Linked DNA regions of Anas platyrhynchos: region 1 is linked to region 2. The links are chromatin contacts, called in public Hi-C maps. All regions are on one chromosome and are shown on one strand. Each heading gives the region's core, a stretch centred on a gene start, on an enhancer-like site or on the middle of the called end of the contact. The rest is flanking DNA. Distances are from core to core; before and after follow the strand shown. Region 1 overlaps MAPK11 (mitogen-activated protein kinase 11). Region 2 holds the start of LOC101793404 (secreted frizzled-related protein 2).

What was found. Hi-C and Micro-C count contacts between places; a contact is called where the count stands out from the background.
Region 1: a contact with region 2 is called in a Hi-C map of F1 follicle, with 2.7 times the contacts expected there. The contact joins the enhancer-like site here to the promoter of LOC101793404 in region 2. A contact is called at or near these places in 3 of 8 Hi-C or Micro-C datasets (F1 follicle, liver and subcutaneous adipose tissue).

Annotation. Positions count from the first base shown.
Region 1 is chr1:21,372,926-21,378,125 of IASCAAS_PekinDuck_T2T, forward strand. It overlaps MAPK11 (mitogen-activated protein kinase 11), which reads right to left. Exons shown (of 12, transcript XM_027458243.3): 2 at 946-1,075; 3 at 1-5. Among named protein-coding and RNA genes, the nearest start is that of MAPK11, 12 kb to the right of the region's middle. Within about 2 kb of position 2,361, at least 3 of the 8 cell types and tissues checked have an H3K27ac peak or open chromatin away from gene starts, as enhancers often do. A contact at or near this core is called in F1 follicle, where this site is marked.
Region 2 is chr1:21,298,726-21,303,970 of IASCAAS_PekinDuck_T2T, forward strand. It overlaps LOC101793404 (secreted frizzled-related protein 2), which reads right to left and starts at 2,980. Exons shown (of 6, transcript XM_072033042.1): 1 at 874-2,980; 2 at 503-618.

The DNA.
Region 1 (5,200 bases), core at 1,111-3,610, 74 kb after region 2:
ATAACCTGAAAGACAAGAGAATTGACATTTTAGTTTTATAAATACATAAAGCGATATATAATTAGTATTGACAGTGCTTAGAATTTTTGACAGGAAGCGTACAAATACACAACACATGTTCATCTTGCAAACAACAGGTGGTTTATGCAGGTAGAGATGCAGCTATTTCCATGGCTAATTAAAAAATCTATTAATTACAAGAAGTAGAACAAGACTTTAGATGATCAAAGATAAAGACAGGAAAGGTAATGTCTCACTACAGAAAAGTTGGTTTGTATACTCACTATACTTAATATTATGCACAATTTCACGAGTTATCTTGTTCTGCTGTTAATTAATGTTTTTAGCATTCCTTTTGCATGATACTTTTAAATCCACCATATTTTATTCAGGCCTCCATTCATCAAGTTACTTTTAAGCAAGTGGATACTCTCATTGAAATAAACTATCTCATAAACTTAGGCGTAAGTACTGAATTGTTTGGGGCTTGATGTTCCACTATCTTTCATCTAGGTATTACATTGTCCCTAATTTCAATGAGAGTATCTGTCTTAATTTCTCAGTAGAATCCAAATTCAGCAAAAGCAGGTTTGAGGTATTCTTCTTTTCCTGGACTGATGTTTCATTAGCATCCAATAGCAGTGAGCAGCACACTCTATTACTTCAGTTACAGAAGAGTAGGACCACTTGTTTCAGATTTTGTTAGCTGGATATTCAAGATCAAACTGGATCATTTTATAATAAAAAGGCAGCTTTTTACTGAAAACCTCTACTTTACAGTCAGTGACTTTGCTACAGATGAGATAGCTAGGCCCAGGTATCCTGGGTAGCCAGAAAGAGAGCTGTATATACTTTCCTAACAAGACTGTACCTACTTGAAATTCAGCCTATATTACAAACTTGTGTCATAAAAATCAGAAGGAAAAGCACTCACTCTCCACTTACGTTCTCATGCTTCATATGCTTCAGCAACCGAAGCTCTCGGTAGGTCCTCCTTGCATGAATAAGCGATTGGAAAGGTCTTGAAAGCTTTTTTACTGCCACCTTCTGTCTTGTTTTGGTATCATAAGCTGAACTACAAGAAAAAAAAAAGTCTATGTTGAAGGCATGTCCTGTTTCAAAGCTCTCCATTAGTTCACTGTAGTTCTCTGGAGAAACTTAAGCTCTGCAGGGGATTCCTGCTCCTTCCTTTGCCCTCTTTTACCTTCTGCTCATGGACTGCAACGGGGGGAAGCTAGTCAGCAGTAACCATGAGCATTCAAAGACAGTTCCCATCACGTTTCCTCGGGAAATGCCAGTAACAAATGAACAACAGGTACATGCCTTGAACTGCAGCCCACAGATCCTGCTGACATAAAGCACGTGCTTAACTTCATACGTATGGAGATGTCCCACGGAAGAGGACACTAAATACAGACATAAGCATTTGCGGGAAAGGGAAACCCACTGGTGGTTTTTGTGCATTACAAGACATGACAAATACAACACGGCACAGTACAGTCTGCAGTGTAGCACAGGAATAGAAACGATCCCTTTATATTTTACTTCATGACACTAAACTGTATGATTACAAAAATATTCAGTTTGCTACTTTCTCTTCAGTTTTCCACTTTCTCATATTACAGAAAGAATTGCTTTAAATTGTTATTCATTAAATTAAAATTTTGTTTTGTTATTCATTAAATTAAAATTTTGTTCAATTCTAATGCCTAGAAATTCTGTTTAAACTGTAGACAACACTATCTGCAATTGCTAGCAACAGCATTAGCAAGCACAGAACCCTGGCATATTCATCTTCCAGAACATTTTTGAGTTACAAAACACTGAAAATTAAATAACATGAAAAAATGCACAGTATAGGATGACAGTGGTCAATAGGCACACTAGGTGCTAGTAGCTCCTCATGGTCAGTGTTTAAAACACTCCTGAGAATTGCAGTAAGATCACCTGTTAGAGACAAAAAGATCTGTCTTGCCTGGAGTGGCTCCCAAACTATTACACTAAGCCTACAATCAGCTCCAAGGTGGTGGACTCCTACACGTATTTGGCCCACCAGAAAGTCATGAAGAGCCAAGTGCAGCAGAAACTCTTCATTTCCAGTCAGCTAGAGGACAAGGCAGTGTTTCTAACAAGAAGCAAAACCAGATACAAACAACACATGGGTAGCAAGAACAGTGACATCAAAAAGATGATCATGATCCAGCTATCTTAGACTTCACCGAATCTCTCAGAAGGCCAATGCAGAGCACAATCCAGCAGTGTTTTATTCAATAAAAACAGAGTAAGAGGAAGTAGATTTAATCAACAAGTTTCTTGCAGGCACCATGGAAGGAGTGAGTCACTCACGAGATAAATGAAATAGATAAGCAGATTACTTAGCCAGTTTCTTGCAAGCATCTCAGAAGTGGATCTTCAGGGAAGTTTTAAAGGTGTAGAGGGTTGTGGCTTTGCAGAGCACCTCAGGAAGGGCTTTCCCTGAGCAGAAGAAAGAAAGCATAGGAAGTAGGAGAAGACCCATATCACCCTGAGGAGAGGTGGACAGGACATGATAAGACACTTGTTCTGACAGAAGGGTAGGGACACAGTTATTCAGGATATGAGGACACTGTGTTACTCAAATGTATGGAGGAGCTCAAGCAATGGATGGTGCAAGAAGAACTGACAATAAAGACATGATAAATACCACACGAGTGGCCACAAACACAACGTGAAGGTTGCAAAAATCAATCTGAAGAAATAGAAGGGAAGCCAGTGCTTCACTGTTAGTGTAACAAAGATGAGACAAAATTGCCATGAGTGTAATCCTGGTCAACGAAGCCAATGGAGAGCACCACAGCCTCAGAAATACATACTTGCTAGATCCATTCTAACTTCTTCCAGTAAAAAGGAAATGTTTATACAGATAAATAAATAAAATTGCCCAAAACAGCAATCTGTGCTTAACATCTCAACTATTCTGGCAGTTCACAAGCCTTCCCACTCACTGTTGTACCGGTTTGTGAAATACTGTGTACGTTATACAAGGCTAGGAGGAATTAGGCTTTAAATCCCATTATCATGATAAACATCCCTTTCCTCCCAATTCTAAGGTCAAACGTGGGTTTCAGCATTTTAAAAACTGCTGATCTTTAAGACAGATTGCTTTTTACCCTCCATATGACTCAAGGCTGCAAAGCTTTCAGATGGTATAAACTATTTTCCACTTTCAGTAATTCTTATGACAGCAGCTTTTTAGACCCAGGATGGAAACACATGAGGACCAACAACAACAAAAACACCCACAACATCAACAACAAAAACACAAAAGCAAACAGAAACTTGAATTTGACCTCCAATGGGAAATGATGAACCGCAGCTGAACAGGCCAGGCGCGGTCTTGGTCTAAACGTGTTCCCTCACAGGCAAGGAGCTGTGGCAAGTGACAATCAGAGCTAATGCCTTCAAGCTTTTTCCTCATTTACCATCATCATATTTCAAGTTATTAACTCTGAAGCATTCAAAACAATAGATTTTGCTTTGTTAGGACTCTTTTCTTTCTCAGATCCAAGGGTGACTAGTGTCAGTGACCTCTGCTCGGAGGCAGAAGGCTGCTGCCTTCATTTCTTCCCATCTCTGAGTTTGGACTCGGTCTCTGCCTCTCCCTGTTCTACCATCACAGCTGTGATCTGAGTTGTCCCCTGAGTCCCTCATGACCCCCTGTGTGAGCTGTTAGGCACCAGGACTAACTGTGTCCCTGCCCGTGCCATTTTCCTCAGAGCATTTGGCCTCCAGACCGGCTCCCCGGACAGCAGGCCTCTGGTGCCGGCCATGGCAGCTCTGAGGGCCCAGCTCTGCCTGGTGCCACCAGAAACCCTTCCTCTGGGGCCTGTGACCAGCTGCTGATGAAAACGAGCCCAAACAGCTCCTTCAAACAAGCCAAAGGTGTGCTGTTATTAAAAAAAAAAAAGGGTTGGAGACCCTCACCTTCCCTTACAATGCACTGCACTCACATTCTTCCCACCTCTGCCTTCAAACTGAGGGCACTTCCCTGTCAGGCTTGGCCTTTGCAGCATCTCCCCAACAACTGCCAGAAACTCACAGCTCCTTTTCCTTTTGCAAGGCATTTTCTACTCTTGTGGGTCCTTGGGAGCTCCTTTGGCAAGCCAGTGGTGTAAAAAATGCTTCCACCTGGCCACAAAGCATCCTCCCAGCGGTTCACCTGCTGCTACCCGAGTTTCTCAGGTTACTTATCCTCGGGTGTCCGGCTGCTGATGGTTACATTATCTCATGTAGCATAATACCACGGAGATAAACTTTGATACTTGCAAAGGGATATCGCCTTGACACTTCATTCGTAGAAAACAGTGAAAGTGAGTTTTTAATTGCATATTGTTGGTATTTCTACCACTACCACAGAGCAGCACGCCCTCACGCCTCAGCAGTATGTCGGAACACCACGTTAGACAGAATTCCTATCACAACACAAAAAGAAACACAATTCAAACTATATTTTATTCTACCAGGAACAGTTTTGTATCAATCTTAGCAACAGCCCTTTTAGACATGATTGCTCTTGACCCAGAACCCCAGGCAGTTACGCCAGGCATTTTTGCTGCCTGTCCTTTCCAAGATCAAGGATATAAACGAGCCGATGTTCTCCCTGCAGGGACGGCATCGTTTTGACAGATTGGAGACTTTTGCTTGATGTAATTTTCAATCAGTGCCTAAATTAGAGATACCTTTCCAGCGTTGTCAGCTCCTGCGTCTAACACTTCTGTTGACGTCCCACTAGATGAAAGAAGAATCTCTATTTATATGCACATTTCTCCTGTTCGTAGGCTTTCAGAGAAAAGTTTGAACAAACAAAGCTTACGCAGCCCAGAAACTCAGGAGGCAAAATGCCCAGGTTTCGTGCTAACCTCATGACTTTGGGCATGGGTTTTAGTAGTTGCTGTTTATAAATATTGACTGTACATACAGTCATTTCCTCAGTGTCCATGGTCAGTTTATCCCCTGTGGTTGTGGACCGGTAATACTGGACAAACCACTCGTGTGCAGCCCGGTCACATCCTCCAGGGCTTTAGGATTAGGAGCACACTACTCAGCTACAGCTATTTAGCCTTTAGATCAGATTTCTCTCAGCAGCTGGAGGGCTGCTTGTTGGAGCCCAACCTATCGAGCCATGCATGGAGCTAACTCGTGTCCCACTTTGTAAACTGCA
Region 2 (5,245 bases), core at 1,730-4,229:
TACTAGACCAAAGTATATTCATAACAGTGTGCCATCTAGTATTTCTGGTGCTTGACTGAAATGTAATTTTCAGAAAGAGCAGCTTTTTGTGTTATACCTATATGTAGTACATTTAGACACTGTGCTGCCTATCATTTACATGTTTATACCTAAATGTTAGAGTATTAGTCCTAGCATCTTTGAAATCAATGACAAACCCGCACTGATTCCTCTCTAGCTCTTTTCTTTATTCTAAGCTACTGGCAAATTTATGGTATCTGTTTAAATATATCGGGAAAAAAAAGGCACCTGGACATCTCTGACATTAATGTCACTTCAACCCCCAGCAGCTGGAGTGAAACTGAGAGTTACAAATAAAGTTCACGCTTAGCCAGCAGATTTCTGCATCTATCCATGTTGCTAATGTCTTTACCAAGTCACCCCATAATTTTATGAAATTAATCAAATTCTTCTCTGGCCCTAATAGCATTATTTTGTTGTACTTTTCTCATCTGGTCATTACCTGAAATAAGGTGTCAAGATCTCTGGTAAAGGAAACCCTTCCGTTGTGTGTATAGCATGGTGTTACAGGCACATTTCTGAGACATATATATATATTAAGGGTCTGGAAAGTGTCGTCTGATGGAGAAAAAAAGAAAAAGAAAGAAAGAAAGTAACAAGAGTATGTTTTGGGATCTCCTTGCAGAAGTGCTTAGCAGGCTCTGCTGGAAGCCAGTTTGGGCTTTGTAGGCCTGGACACACAAAAAGGAATTTCCAGAGCCAACAAGCTTTGGAGTGAGCACAGCTGCATAGTTATGACCCTCGGATATGAACTGAGGAACATGTTCACATCCAAAATAACTCCACACAGCTACTGAGATGATCTATACCCACTCATGAACACAGCAAGTTGGCTGTGACAGCACCCATGTGGCCCCGGTCACAGGTGGCAGCCATTTTGGCAGCCATGAGCTGTGCCTGCGCTGCTCTGCAGGAATGGCCTCCATGGTGCCACCAAACGGGGCTCGCGCTGCCCTTCCCATCCCCTCTGTGCCTTGCAAACAGCCTGGACACGTGCCCTCATGCGAGGGCTGTGCTCACGCTATGCCTGAAATCATGCTTGCTGGCTTGTGATCTAAGAGACCTGATTTTGAGAACTCCCTGTGGGACATCATTAATGGACAGAATAGACACAGGGATAATGAGAGAGTGTGAGAAAAAGATGATCTAATAACAGCTAATACCTCTCCTGACAAACTTAGTCTCCATAGGAACTGTCTTAGAAATAAATAATTGTGTACCTCTGAGTCAGTTTCCTACCAGGGTTTCTCAGGAGCTTGGTCATTTATGGGCCAACACAGAGCTGTACCTTAAAGCTTCTTTCAGCCTTAGATATGTTACAAAGTAGGTCAGCTGTCTTTGAATTCCTTGCTTCTAGTGACTTGACTTTCAGTGGGTCACCATTTCCTAATGCTAAAGAAAATTGGTTTACTCTGCCAGTACAGTGGAATAGTTGGAGGCTGATGGCTTGACCACTCCGGAGACATAAGGAGACAAAAGGCATCATGCAGCTCTCTCTGTGGCACAGCACTTTAGCTGGAACCTGGGGGACTGAAGGGTGTGGAAGAAGAACCGCCATGATTTTAGCTGTCAGTGCAGACTACCAGAGAAGTGGCAGTCCATCTATTTTGCTTTTCTTTCTTCTTTTGAAGAAGTTTACCCAGGGAACAGGAAGACTTCATGTCTTTGTCATAGGTGCTGAAGCATAGTGTATCTAAATATGCTTGGCAGATAAATAATTGTCACTGGCTCTGAGAACAAAACAGACACAAATGTCTTTGCTTGATACCTATCACTGCATTTGGTTTTAGGCTGGATGTGAAGCCAGAGCGTTATCCATAATCCCAGTCTGTCATTTTTGTTGGCTGCCTTCTGTCAGAAAAAAAAGGATCATTTGGGGGAGCTTCTGCCTCTGTTCTATTCTGACAGTCATGGGGTTCAAGATGTTATCTAGGCCAGATTGCCTAGACTGTGTCATTTTCAGCATCGTTATTTACTGTAGAATTTGACAATTTGACACTTCCTTTCCGCACACTCACAAGTCAGTTTTAAGCAAGGGAAAGATTTTGGCTATGCTTCTATGTAGACTTAATTATTTTGATATTACTCATGAGCAGGTGTTACCTTGAAACTTGTTTTGACAGCAAGTCATTATCATTTATCATTTTTAGCAAGAGCCATGTAGCACAGTTATTACAGATGGGCACACAAAGTAGATTGCCATTGCTTGGAGAGTGTTTCAGGTCCGTCAGACGCTGGATCCTTGGCAGAAGTATGAGTTGCAGCACCTGTGTCGCTGTGCCATGAATTCTCCTTTTTTTTGCAAATGCTCAGCTGTTCATTGACATTGTATGGAAAAAAAAAAAGAAATAATCATGTAAATACATGCACATCTCGCTTCTGTGAACACAGTAAACTGTGATTTACTGTTGCCACGCCAGCTAAACATTCAAATTACACAGTAGCTGACAGAGGAGAGGTATTTCTAATTGTAGTGGTACATATGCAGAGATTGATCAAATAAAGGCTATATAAAATAAAATGAAATATTTTTAGTTCTGCAAACTATCAAGAGAATTGCAGGATCTGCATGTATTTTGACTGGTCAGCATAAAGCATAGGACCTGAGGTTTGGGGAAACTTTGGTCTCAAAGTCTGGAGCCCAGCTAATTCTCTCTGAAATGTTTGAAGAAAGCCGTGCAGTCGGTCCATTAGCCATGGGCTGTATTTATTGTTGCTGGATATGAGAAATGGTCACCTGCTGATGGACCCTGATAACACGAATAGTTGCTGGAGACCCTGCCCACCTCTGTTCTGCCTCCTTTGACTGTTCCCAGGGAGACAGACGGAGATTAACCCGGAGCCACCAGTCAGACCGTAATAAGAAAGGGGACTGAATTTTTCTTCAAAGAAACTAGGAATTTGAGAGCAAACTGGCAGATCTAGGGACTTTTGGATTTAATCTAAGCAGTGGTTGTAATATTCAACTGGAATTTATCTGAAGTGTAACTGCAGAAGTCCAAGGCTCTTAGACAAGGACCAAAGCTTACAACAATGTACCTGGAGTCCCAAAAGGAGGCTTCAGAGAGGCAGCTGTTGCAGTGAAGGCAGCTTTGCTGGATGAACATGCTTATTCTGTGGGGCAGCATTTATTTCATAATGTTTTCCTTTATTGTATTAAAAAACTCTTAGGCCGTGTGTGATATCTGTAAACCAGCAGAGGTTTTTTTTTTTTTTTTTTTTTTTTTTTTTTTTTTTTTACTCATCACAAAGGCTTTAATTTTTAAAGATTTTTAAAGAATTTTAAAGCATTGCTTTGATTTTTAAAGAATAGATATACTGGATTTCCTTACAAATCTGTAACAGGACAGTTGAAGGCTCATTGCCCTGGCATGCTGAGCTCTGTCCTTGTTCCTGGTAATTGGTTAACCCAGAGGAGAATTTGTTTTAATAGCGAAAGAGAAAGTTGGTGCTTGGCATGACCCAGATTTAGTTTCTGCCATCACCACAAGCTTCCTGTTTAACCTGTAAATTTTACTCACCTCACCCATAGACTTAGGTGACAGCACTTCTGGGTGACAGTACTGGGGGTGCTGGAAGATAAACGCATTTGAATGTGAAGCATTCAGATACTGCAAGGATTGGGAACAGGCATGTAAAGACTCACACAGATTCTGACAGCATCACCTAAAAGCACAGATACGGTGAATGCTATACAAAACCCGAGTGAGTAGCATTTCCGAAGCAGACCAGATTAGTCAGGGATGGAAAAAGGGCACGGGGAGATTAGCTGTCTTGCAGCTAGTTTTGGACAATATCCAGTGTGCTACGTGATAGAGTCTCATGGTACAGGCTGAATTCAATTTTTTACACAATTATCATGTATTGGGTGAGCACCTTTCACACAAAGCCAGTGGTAATAGCCACTTGTTTGTTTGTTCCAGTCACTCACTCATTCATTTCCTTCCTTCCTTCCTAGTCTTTCTTACTTTTTTCTTTTTATTTCTTTCTTCCTTTCTTCCTTTCTTCCTTCCCTTTTCTTTCTTTCCTTCCTTCTTTCTTTCCTTCTTTATTTATTGTAAAAAATCAAACTTCTTAGGGTTATTTTTCCCATTGTTATCAGTTTGCTGACTGTTTTTTCCTGTCACAGAAATGTGTATCAGAGCTGCATCCCCTCTCAGGCATCTGTATCAAGCAGCTACAAATAAAATAAAAATCTAGTTTGAAAGGAGAATGTGCCAAATTATTTCTAAACCTCTGTGAACACAAGACAGTAAAAGTAGGCTCAGGAGTGTTTCATAGGACTGTGGGGGATCAGTCGTCTTGCCTACATGTAAACAGCAAGTACATACCAACTATTTGTAGTCCATTGAGAAAGTAAACAGGGTTGTCTTGCCTATCCCCAATACTTTCTTTGTCTGTGGCCTGTAGCCAGCTACTGATTATCACGATAAGGCAGAAACACATTAAGTCTTGAAAATTATGTCTGGCTTCTGGCTGTTAGAGGAGATAGCTCTATCAGTTAAGCACCTAAAAGGCTGGGTGAGTGCTCAGCTGACTCCAGCAGGCCTGGAGCCGATCCCTTTTAACTCACTTGACAGCATTTTGCATCTAACTTCTCCCTACTCCAGCTACCTGGAGGAAAGGCCACCAGAATTTGACATGATACCATTAAATGGCTGGCCAAACTCTCGTCTCTTTGATGCCACTGGAAACAACGGACCTGAAGCATTGGTGTAAATGTCAGACTTCATTGTAAGGGCTTTGCTCAAGCAGCAAGCTTGCATAGTGCCTGTAAGGTTTCACAAATAAATAAATGTGCCTAAAATATGTGAATAGAGACATTATGGGCAATTCTTCTCTAAGCAAAATTTCCTCTGGCACTAGCAAGAGTTTTTTTCTTGAATAATGATGGCAAAATGTAATCTCTTTCCTTGGACTGAAAATGTATTTGAATGTATATAATCAAATCAAGTGTCCCCATTGCAAGTGGCTTTGGTGGACTGAGAAGAAAGCAAAGCTTTGTCAATAAATAATCAAGTGAATTTCAGGTTCTGGACTCTGTTCGTTGGGTTCCTGGCAGCTTTTTTTAAGGGTATAGATTTACATTGTAAAATTTTGAAAAGAAAAGGTATTTTTAAAATTTTGAAAAGGAAGAGTATTTTCTGGATAAATCTTTGCCCAATTTTTAAGTTTCTATGTCAGA